Linked DNA regions of Zea mays: region 2 is linked to region 1. A link is a contact called in public Hi-C data. All regions are on one chromosome and are shown on one strand. The core of a region is the stretch at or near the end of the contact, and the rest is flanking DNA. Distances in the headings are between cores, read along the strand shown.

Region 1 (7,084 bases), core at 1,183-3,682:
CCTTTGCTGGTCCATGGTCTAGGTGTGCATATGATCAGCAAGGCCAGCTTTTATCTTCACCAGCTAAGACTGATGGGATCCTTGGACTTAGCAGTGCGGCGATAAGCTTTCCCAGTCAGCTGGCTAGTCACGGGATTATTGCCAACGTTTTTGGCCATTGTATCACTAGAGAGCAAGGTGGTGGAGGATATATGTTTCTGGGAGATGATTATGTACCTAGATGGGGAGTAACATGGACTTCTATTCGAAGTGGTCCAGAGTAAGTCTTATCGTGATTCTTTGAGAATGAAATTGCATGTATTGCCATCTCGCTTTTGGATCATATTTTGTTGGCTGAATTGCCTTGTCTTTTGTTGCAAATATCCTAAAAGATCATAGAAAAGGTTATCTCATTATCTTTCGTTAGTCGTGACCTTTTCTCTTTTCTTCTCTCCAAATTTCCAGTAACTTATATCACACACAAGCCCACCATGTAAAATATGGGGATCAGCAACTCCGGAGGCCTGAACAGGCAGGAAGCACTGTTCAAGTAATTTTTGACAGTGGAAGCTCCTATACGTACCTCCCAAATGAAATATATGAAAACCTTGTTGCAGCAGTGAGTATTGCTAGCGCTTGTTCATAGGGATGAGTATTCAAAATCGTCTTACTAACTTTCTTTTGTTCACAGATCAAATATGCGTCTCCGGGCTTTGTCCAAGACACTTCAGATCGGACATTACCTTTATGCTGGAAAGCTGATTTCCCTGTGAGGTAAAATAATAATGGAACCATTAGTACTGTCTCTTTAGAGAGGGAGTTCATCAGGCAACTATGCCACTAGATAGACTACCTGACCTTAACATTACTTTCTTCGCCAGGTATCTGGAAGATGTCAAGCAGTTCTTCGAGCCCTTGAACCTTCACTTCGGGAAGAAATGGCTTTTCATGTCTAAAACATTCACTATTTCTCCTGAGGATTACTTGATTATTAGTGTAAGTTTCTTGGCATTCACATCCTAGATTACTGTTAATTCTTCTATCATGTATGTCAATATTTCTAACCTGGGTCATATGTTGACATTTATGTATATGTTCTTCTTCTTGGTGGACCTTTTCCAGGATAAAGGAAATGTCTGTCTTGGGCTTCTCAACGGAACGGAGATTAATCATGGGTCAACTATCATAGTAGGAGGTATAAATGACCTTCCTTCAACCCTTCTTCATTTTAACTCTTGGATTTTATTGTTGCCCATTGAATAAACCCTGCAATATATAGCTAAAATGTGTTTGATATTGCCAAACTTCAACCAATACCTATCTGTTTTCTGTAGATGTTTCTCTGCGCGGCAAGTTGGTTGTGTACGACAATCAGCGGAAGCAGATTGGATGGGCAGATTCAGACTGCACCAAACCTCAATCACAAAAGGGCTTTCCTTTCTTCCTCTGACGAAGCATCACTCTCTACATAATACATGTGTAAAGCGTAAATAGTGAACGCCATTGTATTGTAGAATACATTATTAAGTGGAGACTGCCTTTGTGTATGGGTATATCGTTCCATTGGAACTGTCAGAAATCCTCCACTGTGTTGTACCCGTCTGTAATGTGTATACTATGTTGTTTACTTGTATGATGTATGTACACTATCTCCTCTACATGGAGTTGTCCCCTACACATGGATTTTTTGTAGATTAGTTACATTATGAACATTTTCGACAGAAGTTGGGTACTTTACACATTTGATCATCCATTCAATACTGGGTGTGTGTGTGTTTTATCATCTGCATCACTTCAACCGAAAGAACTCGTGTATTCTAGCTAAAACCCCAGGAGTCTCCCTGCTGATTCCTCCACAGGATCATTGAAATTAACCTTGTCACTCAGCTCTTCAAATGCGTCAACAAGATTCTGGAGCTGGGCAACAAACTCAATGAGTAGCGTATGTGAGTATCGACAGCGAACGTTGCATCAATTCACAGGGGAAGGCATCACACGGATGCCGCCGTCTCTATGCTCTGAACTTGTCTCAGAAGCTGCCAAATATCTAACTTTTCAGATTTTATAAGAATCACTTTGATGATAACCATCTAAAATTATGTGAACAAAAAAATCAGTCGAGTCGTTATGAAAGTAGGAATCCGTTATTTTCTAGATCCTAAACCCTATGAACATCTTCATCTCCCTCCACACGTAATTCTCTCAATATTCAGATTCTCTCAACAGCCAGATTTTCTCCATAGCTAGATTCTCAGAAAAGCTCGTTAAAAATAAAAACTGAAACAAACAGGCCCAATAGCGATAAGAAATATCCATGCTCGCATCTGAGTTAGCCCATTACATCCCGTGAAAGTTTCTGGGTCCGCGGAAACCTCTGAAATGACGGCCCATATTGCTCAAGCTTGCTAAACCTCCTGCTGTCCTGCCCTAGTGCTCCTCTCCTGTTGTTTCCCGGCCCCCTCCTTCCTCCCACGGTCCCACCATCCCAGGGCCGCCGCGCTGCTTCTCTTTCCCGTCGCACCTCCAACGCTGCCGCCGCGGCAGATTAATCCAACACCGGGCCGGGATACGTGACAGGTTTCTGAGCTCGCAGCTCTACGCCAGCGATGCCGGAGACGGCGGCGCCGATCGGCCTCTCATGGGCGCCCAAGCTTCCTTCCTTCGCAACGACCAGCGGCGGCAGCAAGAGCGACCACGCGCCGAACCCGAGCGCTGCGCAGGGATCGCTCTGGAACCGCGCGAGCGACCTCGTGGACGGGCTGTTCGTTGCCCCGAGGGACCCTAGGCAGCTGAATAAGCTGGCCAGGAAGAACGTCAAGGACACTGCCGGCAAGGGCTGGTGAGCTTCCCTCGGAATTGGAATCCACCATAGTTTAGCTCTCTTCATTGATTGCTAGCGCATGGTAGCCTTATGTGCGGGTGCTTAACTGATTTATGCTGTGCTGCTGCATTTCTCAGGTTCGACATGCCAGCTCCGACCATCACTCCCGAGTTGAAGAAGGATCTCGAGATTTTGCAGGTATGGCGTTACTTCTGATTGACGGATTCAATAACCTTTCTAGCAGTAGGATGTCGTAGTAGCCTGTAAAGCGGATAATATGGCTGTCAAGAATTTTTGGACCAACGAGTGATAAAGCAAGCAAAACATGTTTGTGCAGCTGCCACTGGATCAGTGTGTAGTAGGGCAAACACAGAGAGCAGTTTACTGCAACAATCTGACAGTGTTACCATCTGATTGAAGCTATTTTACTTTCTACAAAGAAGACTCAGAATTGTTTTACTTGGGTTTCGATATACCATGTAAATTGTAATGCACAGTGTCCGATGTGCCTGTCTCAACTCGATTGGTATTGTGTTGTGTGTTTAGTGATTCTGGTTTATCCTTTGGGATGCTTATGTGATAGTAATATGTTTGCAATGTGTTTTTCCAGCTGAGGCATGTAATTGACCCAAAAAGGCACTTCAAGCGGGCAGGAAAATCCAAGGCCCTTCCCAAGTACTTCCAAGTAAGTAGCATAATCACCATCAAGCATACTTATTCAGCATTTTTGTTATCACATCCTAATCTGTGGAAAGCTTTATATGTGGCTGATGTGTACTGAATATTTGAATTTTGGCTTTAGGTCGGTACGGTCGTTGAGCCTGCATCTGAGTTCTACTCAAGTAGGCTGAAAAATAGGGAACGCAAGGCAACATTGGTTGACGAGCTGTTATCAGATCAATCTCTGAAGAGCTACAGGTATACCCATCATACTTTTGCCGTTTTGCATGTACATTAATGGACAGTGGCTTGTTTTTCAGTGCAAGATTTTCTGTAATAATTGCATATGGTCTTTTGGATCTCTAGCAATTCATGAAATCTAGTATCTAGCATTAACTGGAAACATTGTATGTATGGATAGTTGTAACCCGTGAAACCTATTTTAGATATACACACTAGAGCCGTGTAATTATTATGCTGGTTGGACTCTGAAACAAGGCACCAGTGTGCAGAAATTGAGAATGGCATCCTAGTTTCAGCAATCCATTTCATTGTTCCATTGTGTTTGGTTTCAATACACGGTGGGATGGGATTGCCCCGTCCCCGATTTTGAGGGTGGGGCCATCCCGTTTTAATGTTTTGTTAGGGGATGGATTTGTCCCTAGCTTGTGTTCGGTTGGAGAACATGGATCACTGCTCCTTACAAGTGGGGCCCACCTGTCATCCACGCCTACGGCTCAGGCCGTCGGGGTCCAAGGTGGGTGAGCCCGATGGCCGCCGGGTCCGAGGCGGGCAAGCCTGCGGCTGCCGTGACTGAGGCCACTACACCTGAGGCTGCATTGCCCAAGGCAGGCGAGCCCGCGTCTAATGCCGGTGACTCGGTGAACCCGAGGCTTCCTCGCGTGCTGACAGTCGACTTGTCCCTGCTCGTCCCACCTCATCTCCCCAATTTTTTTGTTACGAGCTTGTCCCAGATATGGAGGAAATATTTCCTCAGGGGATGACCTCACCCCGTATGTCCCCCAACCAAACGCTAGGACAAAGTGAGATATCCCACTCCGTCCCTGTCCCACTCCCAAACCAGACGAAACCTAGAGTCCAGGGCATGCTATCTTAGCGCTTTCCCCATCTTTGATAATTGAAGTAACCCAAAACTGCAGCGTGAAAACTGATATTGTGCCGGATCTTGTCCATAGCTAGTGCTTTCTTTTTTTCCCTCTGAAACTGAATGTGGCGCTGATCTGCGATGAAATGCAGGATGCGCAAGGTACGTGAAATTCAGGAGATCCGTACACCAGGAGGCAACCAAAAGTGGAAGAACAAGGGCAAGAAAACGCTCAAGAGGGCCAAGGATAGGAGGAAATGAGACTGGCGTGCTAGCCTTGTGGTCCAGTTGTGAGAGAACAGATTGGAGAAGTGAACCAAGGAGCGCCTTCAAATACCCCCTCTCTCGATTTGTGCGGGGTATATAGATTCTGGTTCCAGTGTAGTGTGATGAACTTCAGTAACATGATGAATTGCTTTAGATACTTCAAAAATGTTGCTGTAACACACATGTATGGTTTTTCAGCTCGTGGTTGTCAATTCTGTCGGTTGGGAGCAGCACAGCACTGTCATCAGCCAGACACCCATCAGGGATGGGGCACATGATTGGAGCCGACCGGGTGAGGCGGCGAACACGCGCGCTTGGCTCGTGTGGTCGTAGTTTTATCATCATCTTTAAAAAGGATGCTTGGGTAGGGCAGGCGAGCACGGCACGGGCTGGACGCGATTTCATGGAGTTGTTGCGCCTTGTCCTTTTGGCGCGACGAACGGACGGTCCTCCTCCATGCTGGTGCGGTGGTGCCGTGGTGTTGGTGCGGGGGGACAGCTGGGATTGGGACTGGTCGGCGTGTGGTGGACGTGGACCGGACGAACGTTCACATGGCGCCGTGAATCGAGTTCAGTGCCCCACTTGTGACCCATCGAAATGGAGAGAGTACTACACTACTGCTGTCTTCGTCTAGAAAAACGTATATATGCAATTCTAACGTGCAACTCACTTTAATATGCCAGTTATAAAAAAAACAAATCCATTTATTATGCCTGTTTATTGGTATAAATATTGATACCGTTTCCTATAAATTTTAATTAAATTAAATCATTCGAGAAAGGATATAGACAGAACTAAATCTTATCGGCACTGAGTCGTGATACGTATAAGCATTCTCTTTACGGTTCACTCGTCGAGTGGGCCACCGCCGCCTGCCTGGCGGCGCATTCAAAAGGTGAAATCATCGCCATACATAATAGATGACCCACGCGACCGGCGGTAGTAAAAAAAACGTCAGACACTATGGCCATGAGCAAATCAGCCAGCCGCCCTGGCCTGCCTGCGGCCTGCCACCGCCACCGCCACCCATGGCCATGAGCCGAGACACACACAGCACATGTCTATGTCTTGGTTCTTGCTACAGGGCCACCACCCAGCCGCTACTCCATAGACCAAATCATCTCCCCCAGACGAATTCGCGTCGAATGAGATCAAAACGCATATACATACATATATTATATATATCACCGCCAGTAAAGAGTCCAATAACCATGATGATGACCAAGCTCTTCCTACCAAAACTCCCAACTTCTCCGTTGCACTTGTCAAATGCTCCCCTCGAGTGCACTGATATCTCTATATCGCTCCCTCTCTTTTCCTTACACTTTACAGGCAGCTACCAGTACAACGGAGGACGCCAAAACACTACTAGGACGGACGGAGGCAACAATAGATCTCTTCCTCGACTGCTTATTGCCACTGGTTTAGCCCATGCCGTAACTGCTGCGGAACCGCAGCCCGTTCAGCTCGAACGGCGCCACGTCGCCGTGGTTCACGGGCTTGATCTCCACGGGACGGCGGCGGCCGGTGTCCCCCTCCTGCACGGCTCCGAAGACGATCTCCTTCGCCGCATCGCAGCTCGGCTCGTAGAAGGTCTGCGGCCCGGCCGAGTACTGCCTGTTGTGGTACTGCTGGTGATGCACCTGCTGCTGCTGCTGCTGCTGCTGCGGCGGCAGCGACGCCGCCTGCTGCTGAGGAGCAGCAGCAGCTTCTCCGGTCCAGCCGTGTGACTGAGGCCGACCGTGCCGGATGTGGTGGATCTTCTCCGGCTCCTTTGACATGAAGGCGTAGCTCTTGCGTGGGGTCGGCGCCCTCGTGTCCAGTGGCGGCGGGGTCTCGTCCCGCGGGATGGCGTAGCTCTCTTGCACTGGCCACGAGGTCGGCCTGCCCAGCTGGTGGTGGTGAACGTTCACTCGCTTCTTTCTGGAGAATGTGGCGCCGACGATCTCTGCGACTGATGATCTTGCTACACCCACGAGTTTGCCAATCGACGTGAAGAGCCCTTCCTCCTCTTGTTTCACGGGTTCGTCATCATTTGGAATCAGCGGGGGGCGAAGAGAAGACTTCAGTGGCTTCTGGTACGGAGGTGGGATGCTAGATAGTTTAGCTTTCACTGGACTCTCGTCTTCCTGCTCCTGCATTTGTTAAATTTGCATTCAGAACGATGTGCTGCAAGAAGAATACTAGGATAAACTAAAACTGAACAACTGCGTGTAAACTAAAACTGAACAACTGTGTGGTTCCCTGTTTTC
Region 2 (7,084 bases), core at 2,064-4,563, 860 kb before region 1:
CACGTTCTTCAATTAGACTTGGTCCAATTCTCTAGTTAGATCCGGTTGACTAGTAATCTGTTAGCTAAATGCTGCACTGTTGTACATGCAATATAAACTCTAGAAATCAATCCAGAAGGTATGTTGGCCACTATGTTTTCTCTCCTGAGCTCTAAGTCTCTAATTTCTTTCTCTTCAATGAAAGATGAAGAAGCAATAGGAACCAGACAGATTTCCAAATGCCAGCTGCAAATCTCGTATCCACATGCTGGGTGAAAATTCGGCATTAAAATTTTTAAGATTCCCTTTCTTGTCCAAAACTCCTATATATACATCATGTTTTACATTATATATCTAGTACATGATTTTATGTACTCCCTCCGTTCTTTTTTATTTGTCGCGGTTTAGTTCAAAAATGAACTAGCCTGCGACAAATATTCGAGAACGGAGGTAGTACATCCACTTCCATTTTTAGGAGTAAGATTTTAGTTCAAAAAAAGGAAGTAAGACAGAAAGGACCTCAGGTCCCTTTTATATAAGATGTTGATTAGATCCACATGCGGACATGCCCCATGACAGAAATGAAATTGTGTTACTAAAGTGAAGTGGGCGATTCTAGAGGCAACACACGCAAAAAGATGCCAAACATTTACCAGCTCTAAGCATTTTAGGAAAGAACTCAGTAGAATGCTTAATAGACAATTGGACAGGACTGTGTACAAACCCAGAGTAAGTAGAAGACTGATGAAAAACATGCTAGAGGAGTTTATTTGCAATCCCATAAGTGAAAAGCAAGGCGATTGAGCCTGAAAATGATCCTTCCAAAAACTTTAAAACTAAAAAACAACTTACAATCATAGCAAATCTCATCCAAATTGTAGTAAGGCCCTGTTTCAATATCAAGAGATAAACTTTAGCAGCTTATTTTTAGCTGCTTTTAGCCATTTGGTGATCTAAACAGGAGAGCTAATGGTGATGTGATAAAATTTAGCACCTATTATCTCATAAGCTGTTCAAGGAGTGCTAAAAGGAGCTAAACGTGGGCCAGGGAACCCCATTTTCCACCCATACCCTCTAACAACATTCTCTCTCTCTCCGCATTAGGGGCATGAGTGTCTTTTTATTCTAATATGCTAAACTTTATTAGAGTAGTTCAAACGCCCCAATGAGCTAAACTTAAGCACTTCAATTCATATGGCTAAAGTTTAGCAGGAAGCTAAAGTTTATCCCGAGAGATTGAAACGAGGCCTAACTATAGAAAACAATTTAATTCAGTGAGGTGCTATCGAGGACCTATGACCTCACCTACTACAAATACAACTACCTCAATGTAAATTCAAGAAGCAAAACTTTACTTTGAAAGAACAAAACTAGGCAACTTGACAAGTGACGAATTGTAATATCATCTAGGGCCTGTTTGGATCCATGAGGCTAAACTAAAGTGACTAAAATTTAGTCACCACCTATTTGGAACAAGTGACTAAAAGAGTCATTAATGACTAAACCAGCCACTAGCAAGCGTCGGGTCTTTGAAAAGTGTTCACATTTATGGCTAAAGCAGCCACTAGCAAGTGCCAGGTGTGGGAGACCAGCATTAAAGTATGGGTTTTAGTTAGTTTTAGCTCCTCCTTGGGAGCTAAAGGTTTTAGTCACTTTTAGTCATTTGTGTTTGGAAGATTAGCTCCTAAACTGACTAAACTTTAGTCATTTTGCTTTAGTCATGTGGATCGAAACAGGCCCTAGTATTCTAGTTATGCTGCATAATTGATGTGTCCCTTGTAGGTAACCATTAATACATTTGAGTAAGATTACATTAATGGATGAAGAAGACATCATAGCTAAGAAGATGAATACCTAGAAGGGGTCATAGTTGTTAAAATTGTGATTCCATGGTGCGATTTTACAATCTTAGTTTATTAGGTTGATTCTATGATTCTGTTGTATAGAATCTACGATTTTTGTAGTTAACATTGGAGCTAACATAGTAGTTGACATAGAACCACCTATTTGTGTAACATTGGAGTTCCTATCCGATTTAGGGTCATGATTTGAGCAAGCTTGGGAAGATACATTACTGTTAACTGATATAGAATGTGAAGTCTAGGATGTGCTCGTCTTGTGGAAGGAACATGATTTCAATAATCAGCGAAAATAAAACACGTCAATTAGTCCTTGTAGATGAGCTAATAATAGGCCAGGTAAGATGAAACCAGGTTAAGGTCCAGTTTTTGCTCCTTTAGATATCGCCTACAGACACCGATTTATAGTATACGCAATTCTTACGAACAAACTCATTTTTGGGGTGGGGGTGGGGGCTTAAAGTTGGACTCTATTGAAGGGCAAGAGAGAAATTAGACGCGAACACGACGAGCTTGACGGAATCTTACGAACAGTGCCGCATCGGGTGCAGAACAACGGTCAGGTAGGCTAGTTGCGGGTAGTCCATAGCAGAAACCAAACCGGAGGGAGTACCAAGAAGCCGAACAGCATAGTTTCGAACGGCGCACGAGGCGTTCGACAAAATCCCCCGAAGGGAGACGCACCAGCCAGTGAAGAACGCAATGCAGGTTGAACGGACGGGTCCATGTAACCATACGAGTCCATCCCAGCACCTCCTCACCTGATCTGACGCCCCCGCAGCGGCCGGCGTCCGTCCGAGCGCGACAAACCTCCGGGCAGCCTCGAGCGCCCTGACGAGGTCGCGCAGCCACGCCTCCGCCGCCGCATCGCCCGCCCCGGCCCCGGCCCCGGCGTCGGCGACCTCGGCCACGAGGTGCGAGAGCAGGGACACCTTCCGCGCGAGGCGGAGGCAGTCCGCGCGCAGCGGATCGGCGGCGGCGGCCAGGTCGGCGGCGCCCACCGCTGCGATCTCCCGCACGATCTCCGCCGCCGCCGCCGCCGCCATTTCGACGAGACTCCCCGTTGTTGCCGCCTGTGCTCTCCCAGAGGGGGGGGGGGGGGGGAGACAGCTCACCGCTCCGCGTGGAGGGGGAGGGGAGGGAGTGGACGACGAGGTGGTGGTGATGGTGGCGGTGGTGGGGAAGGGGCCATGCCCAATGTCAACGTCGCGCGAGCCGCGAGCGCGATGCAGTGTAGTGCGGGGGAGCTCAGGGCGGGTCCCGGATTAAAGAAAGGCCGAGTGCCGTGCCGGCCGCTGCTCGATGGACTCCAGCTCTCCAGGCATCCGGCGCGGCGCGGCGCGGCGCGGGGATGGAACGGACAACGGAGGGAGGGCGAGGGAGGACTGGTGGTGGTGGTGGTGGTGGTCGTGCCGAGCTGAGCTGGGCGTGGGGTGTCCGCGACTGCGGTTCGCGTGCGGAGTGATTCCCGGGCGCGGCACAGCGGAGCGGACCCGGGTGGTGGGGACTAGAAAAATAGCAGCGAGACTGGTGTCCACCTGGCTGTGCCTGGAGGGAGGCCCCACCAGGCTGAAGTGAACCGGCGATCCGGATCCCGTGTGGCACTGTGCCGCCGTGAAATGGGTTTTGGTTTTGTACGTTCTGCTGAGCTAACTCGGGACGGCAGTGCTTTTGTTATAATAACATCAACAGTAAGTACTAATATTTGGGACATGATTAGACACATCATTACGAGCAAGGACCCACAAAACCACATGGTAACACAGTTGCTCACTCCCACGTCCAACCGCCTGCAGTGTACGGTGAGTAGCAAGTATATTAGCTTGCTCATAAGTCATAAACCTACATACAGAGACGGCCACATGCCTGCCCCTTGCACAGGAGATGGCGCCGCTGGAGATCTCGTGGGCCGGGCGGGTTTTAGGTGGCGACAGGCTAACAGGATAGCGATCTGGGCTGGCTGGCCGTGCCAGGCGCGGGTTATAGTTGCCGTCGTGGGACGCGTCAACTTTGGCCGGCCGGTTCCAACGGAACGGCAGCGCACGATACGGTCAGGTGCGGCATGGGTCGTTTGGAACGAGCCCGAGTCCCGACAGGTAGGGGCCGACCGGCGCTCCATTGGGTATAGCGCGTGCTCGCCATCTTCGTTTCCGTCGAATCTTCCTGCTGTGTGCTGGCCGAGGTCGATCCGGCCCAGAGCACGGGACGGGAGGGAAGCAATCATCAGTCCTTCTGCAACGTGGAGCACACGAGCAGTGTCTGTTTCCTGCTCGCGTGTTCGGCTGTCTACTCGTCTTTGAAGGCTGTTTTCACATGCTCGAGACAATATATATATATATATATATATATATATATATATATATATATATATATATATATATATATATATATATATATATATAGGTTCCTAATATTTGGATATAACGAAGTTATTGTGTGTTAACTCTAGAGATAAAGTCATAAATATTACAATACTTCAAGTCCCTTTTGATTTGAGTTTCTGGCCACTTTTTCAATAACTGAATGTAACATTCGGGCCTCTAACGTTCACAATTGAATGGGTACATCTGTTCAGTGCAGATTTATAGTGCCACCTCCGTTTTTTTATCTGTCACCGAGTAGTTCAAATTTGTGCTAACGGATGACATATATTAACGAACTGAGGGAGTAGTAGTTAGACCATACCCTGGTGAAGAAACAAGACTCAAGTCTTGTCGGCGTTTCGACCCCGGGGGTCCCTGGACCGACGAGTAAATTGTCGCCGCGTGTCCCAGCCCAGATGGGTCGGCGCGAGACGGAGCACGAAGGGGGAAACGAGGAGGCATGCGTAAAGGAGAAACCCGCGGCCTTCGTGTTTGTCCTGCGCCCAGGTCGGGTGCGCTTGCAGTAGGGGGTTACAAGCGTCCGCGTGGGAGGGAGCGAGAGGCTTGCACGCGTCGTCCCGTCCTCTCCGCGCGGCCAACCCCCTCGTATGAGTGCCCTGAGCCTTCCTTTTATAAGCGTAAGGAGAGGACCCAGGTGTACAATAGGAGATGTAGCAGTGTGCTAACGTGTCTAGCAGAGAGGAGCTAGTGCCCTAAGTACATGCCGTCGTGCCAGCCGGAGAGGTTTTGGCACCCTGTTCATGTGATGTCGTGGCCGTCGGAGGAGCGCTGGAGCCTTGCGGAAGGACAACTGTCAGGGCTGTCGAGTCCTTGCTGACGTCTCCTTGCTTCCGTAAGGGGCTGAGAGCCGCCGTCGTCATGGAGCACGCGGGGCGCCATCATTATTTGTTTACCGGGGCGAGCCAGATGGGACGCCAGTCTTGTTCCCCGTAGCCTGAGCTAGCTAGGGATAGGGTAATGATAGCCCCCCCTGTGACGTGGTCGGTCCGAGCCCTGGGTCGGGCGAGGCGGTGGCTCCTCCGAGGTCGAGGTCGAGTCTGTCTTCCGAGGTCGAGGTTGAGTCCGAGCCCCGGGTCGGGCGAGGCGGAGACCATCGCCTGAGGACAAGGCTGAGTCTGAGCCCCGGGGGTCGGGCGAGGCGGAGTTCATCGTCTTCCGGAGCCGAGGCTGAGTCCGAGCCCTGGGGTCGAGCGGGGCGGAGTTTGTCGTCTTCCAGAACCGAGGCCGAGTCCGAGCCCTGGGTCGGGCGAGGCGGAGTTCGTCGTCTTCCGGAGCCGAGGCTGAGTCCGAGCCCTGGGGTCGGGCGAGGCGGAGTTCGTCGTCTTCCGGAGCCGAGGCCGAGTCCGAGCCCTGGGGTCGGGCGAGGCGGAGTTCGTCGTCCGGGGCCGAGACGGGGGCCGAGCCCTGGGGTCGGGCGAGGCGGAGCTTCCTATGGTGCCCGAAGCCGGACTTGGCTGCTGTCAGCCTCACTCTGTCGAGTGGCACAGCAGTCGGAGCGGCGTAGGCGGCGTTGTCCTCTTGTCAGGCCGGTCAGTGGAGCGGCGAAGTGACTGCGGTCACTTCGGCTCTGTCGACTGGAGGGCGCGCGTCAGGATAAGGTGTTAGGCCATCCTTGCATTAAATGCTTCTGCGATACGGTCGGTCGATGTGGCGATGTGGCCAAGGTTGCTTCTTGGCGAAGACTGGGCCCCGGGCGAGCCGAAGGTGTGTCCGTTGCTTGAGGGGGCCCTCGGGCGAGACGTGAATCCTCCGGGGTCGGCTGCCCTTGCCCGAGGCTGGGCTCGGGCGAGGCGAGATCGTGCCCCTTGAGTGGACCGAGCCTTGACTTAATTGCACCCATCAGGCCTTTGCAGCTTTGTGCTGATGGGGGTTACCAGCTGAGATTAGGAGTCTTGGGGGTACCCCTAATTATGGTTCCCGACAGTAGCCCCCGAGCCTCAAAGGGAGTGTTAATACTCGCTTGAAGGCTTTTGTCGCACTTTTTTGCAAGGGGACCGGCCTTTCTCGGTTGCATTTTGTTCCGGTGGGTGCGCGCGAGCGCACTCGCCGGGTGTAGCCCCCGAGGCCTCGGAGGAGTGGTTTGACTCCTTCGAGGTCTTAATGCGTTTCGTGAAGCTTCGGCCGGTCTGGTTGTTCTCTCATGCGAACTGGCCGTAGCCCGGGTGCACAGTCGAGTCCCAAGTTCTCGGGCTGGTATGTTGACGTTGTCAACGGTTTGGCCGGAGCCAGGTTTGCGAGAGCAGCCCCCGAGCCTCCGCACAGAGCGAGAGGACGGTCAAGGACAGACTCGACTTTTTTTACATACGCCCCTGCGTCGCCTTTCCGCAAGGAGGAGGGGGAAAGCGCCATGTTGCCCTCGAAGGGCGCCGAACATGGTGTCTCCAGTGAGTTGCTAACGGGTAATCCGAGTGGACGCTCGTGCCCCATTTGTTAGGGGTCGGCTAGTGGCCCGGAGGCGCGCTCCAACAGTACCTGCGGGTGATTTGCCGGACCCAGTCCCCTTTTGACGGGGTCTGAGGGCTCGATGCCTCCCTCTGGTGGGATTCCGTTACAAAATCGTTCCCGTTGGTCTCGGAAATGTCCTAGGGTACCTCGGGAGCGTAGCCCGAGCCTTGGTTATGTATCGAACGTACCCAGGGTCATCCCTCGCTCTGCGTCTGAGGCGGCTGTCGAACCCTTCGGGGGCCATCCTACGAACCCCTTATTAGTAGTGGGCGCGGAGCCCGAGTGGCCTGAGGCGGCTGTTGAACCCTTCCGAGGGGCCAGCCTTCGAACCTCTGACCAGTAGTGGGCGCGGAGCCCGAGTGCTCTGAGGCGGCTGTTGAACCCTTCCTAGGGGCCAGCCTTCGAACCTCTGATCGG

What was found. A called contact is a pair of places that touch in the nucleus more often than the background predicts.
Region 2: a Hi-C map of tassel shows a contact between it and region 1, with 2.2 times the contacts expected there. The contact joins the promoter of LOC100193248 here to the promoter of LOC100276831 in region 1. A contact is called at or near these places in 2 of 25 Hi-C or Micro-C datasets (ear and tassel) and 1 of 3 datasets of contacts at active chromatin or transcription factors (leaf).

The regions. Positions count from the first base shown.
Region 1 is chr4:171,089,782-171,096,865 of Zm-B73-REFERENCE-NAM-5.0, reverse strand. LOC100276831 (Fcf2 pre-rRNA processing protein) reads left to right here and starts at 2,432. Exons shown (of 5, transcript NM_001365973.1): 1 at 2,432-2,818; 2 at 2,938-2,998; 3 at 3,411-3,485; 4 at 3,603-3,718; 5 at 4,718-5,009. The coding sequence starts at 2,586. The coding sequence ends at 4,826. LOC100280323 reads left to right here. Exons shown (of 9, transcript NM_001153249.1): 4 at 23-259; 5 at 445-598; 6 at 671-753; 7 at 861-975; 8 at 1,102-1,174; 9 at 1,314-1,699. The coding sequence ends at 1,429. It overlaps LOC100276420, which reads right to left. Exons shown (of 7, transcript NM_001374057.1): 7 at 5,979-6,967. The coding sequence ends at 6,257.
Region 2 is chr4:171,946,763-171,953,846 of Zm-B73-REFERENCE-NAM-5.0, reverse strand. LOC100193248 reads right to left here and starts at 3,313. Exons shown (of 4, transcript NM_001138397.2): 1 at 2,600-3,313. The coding sequence starts at 2,884.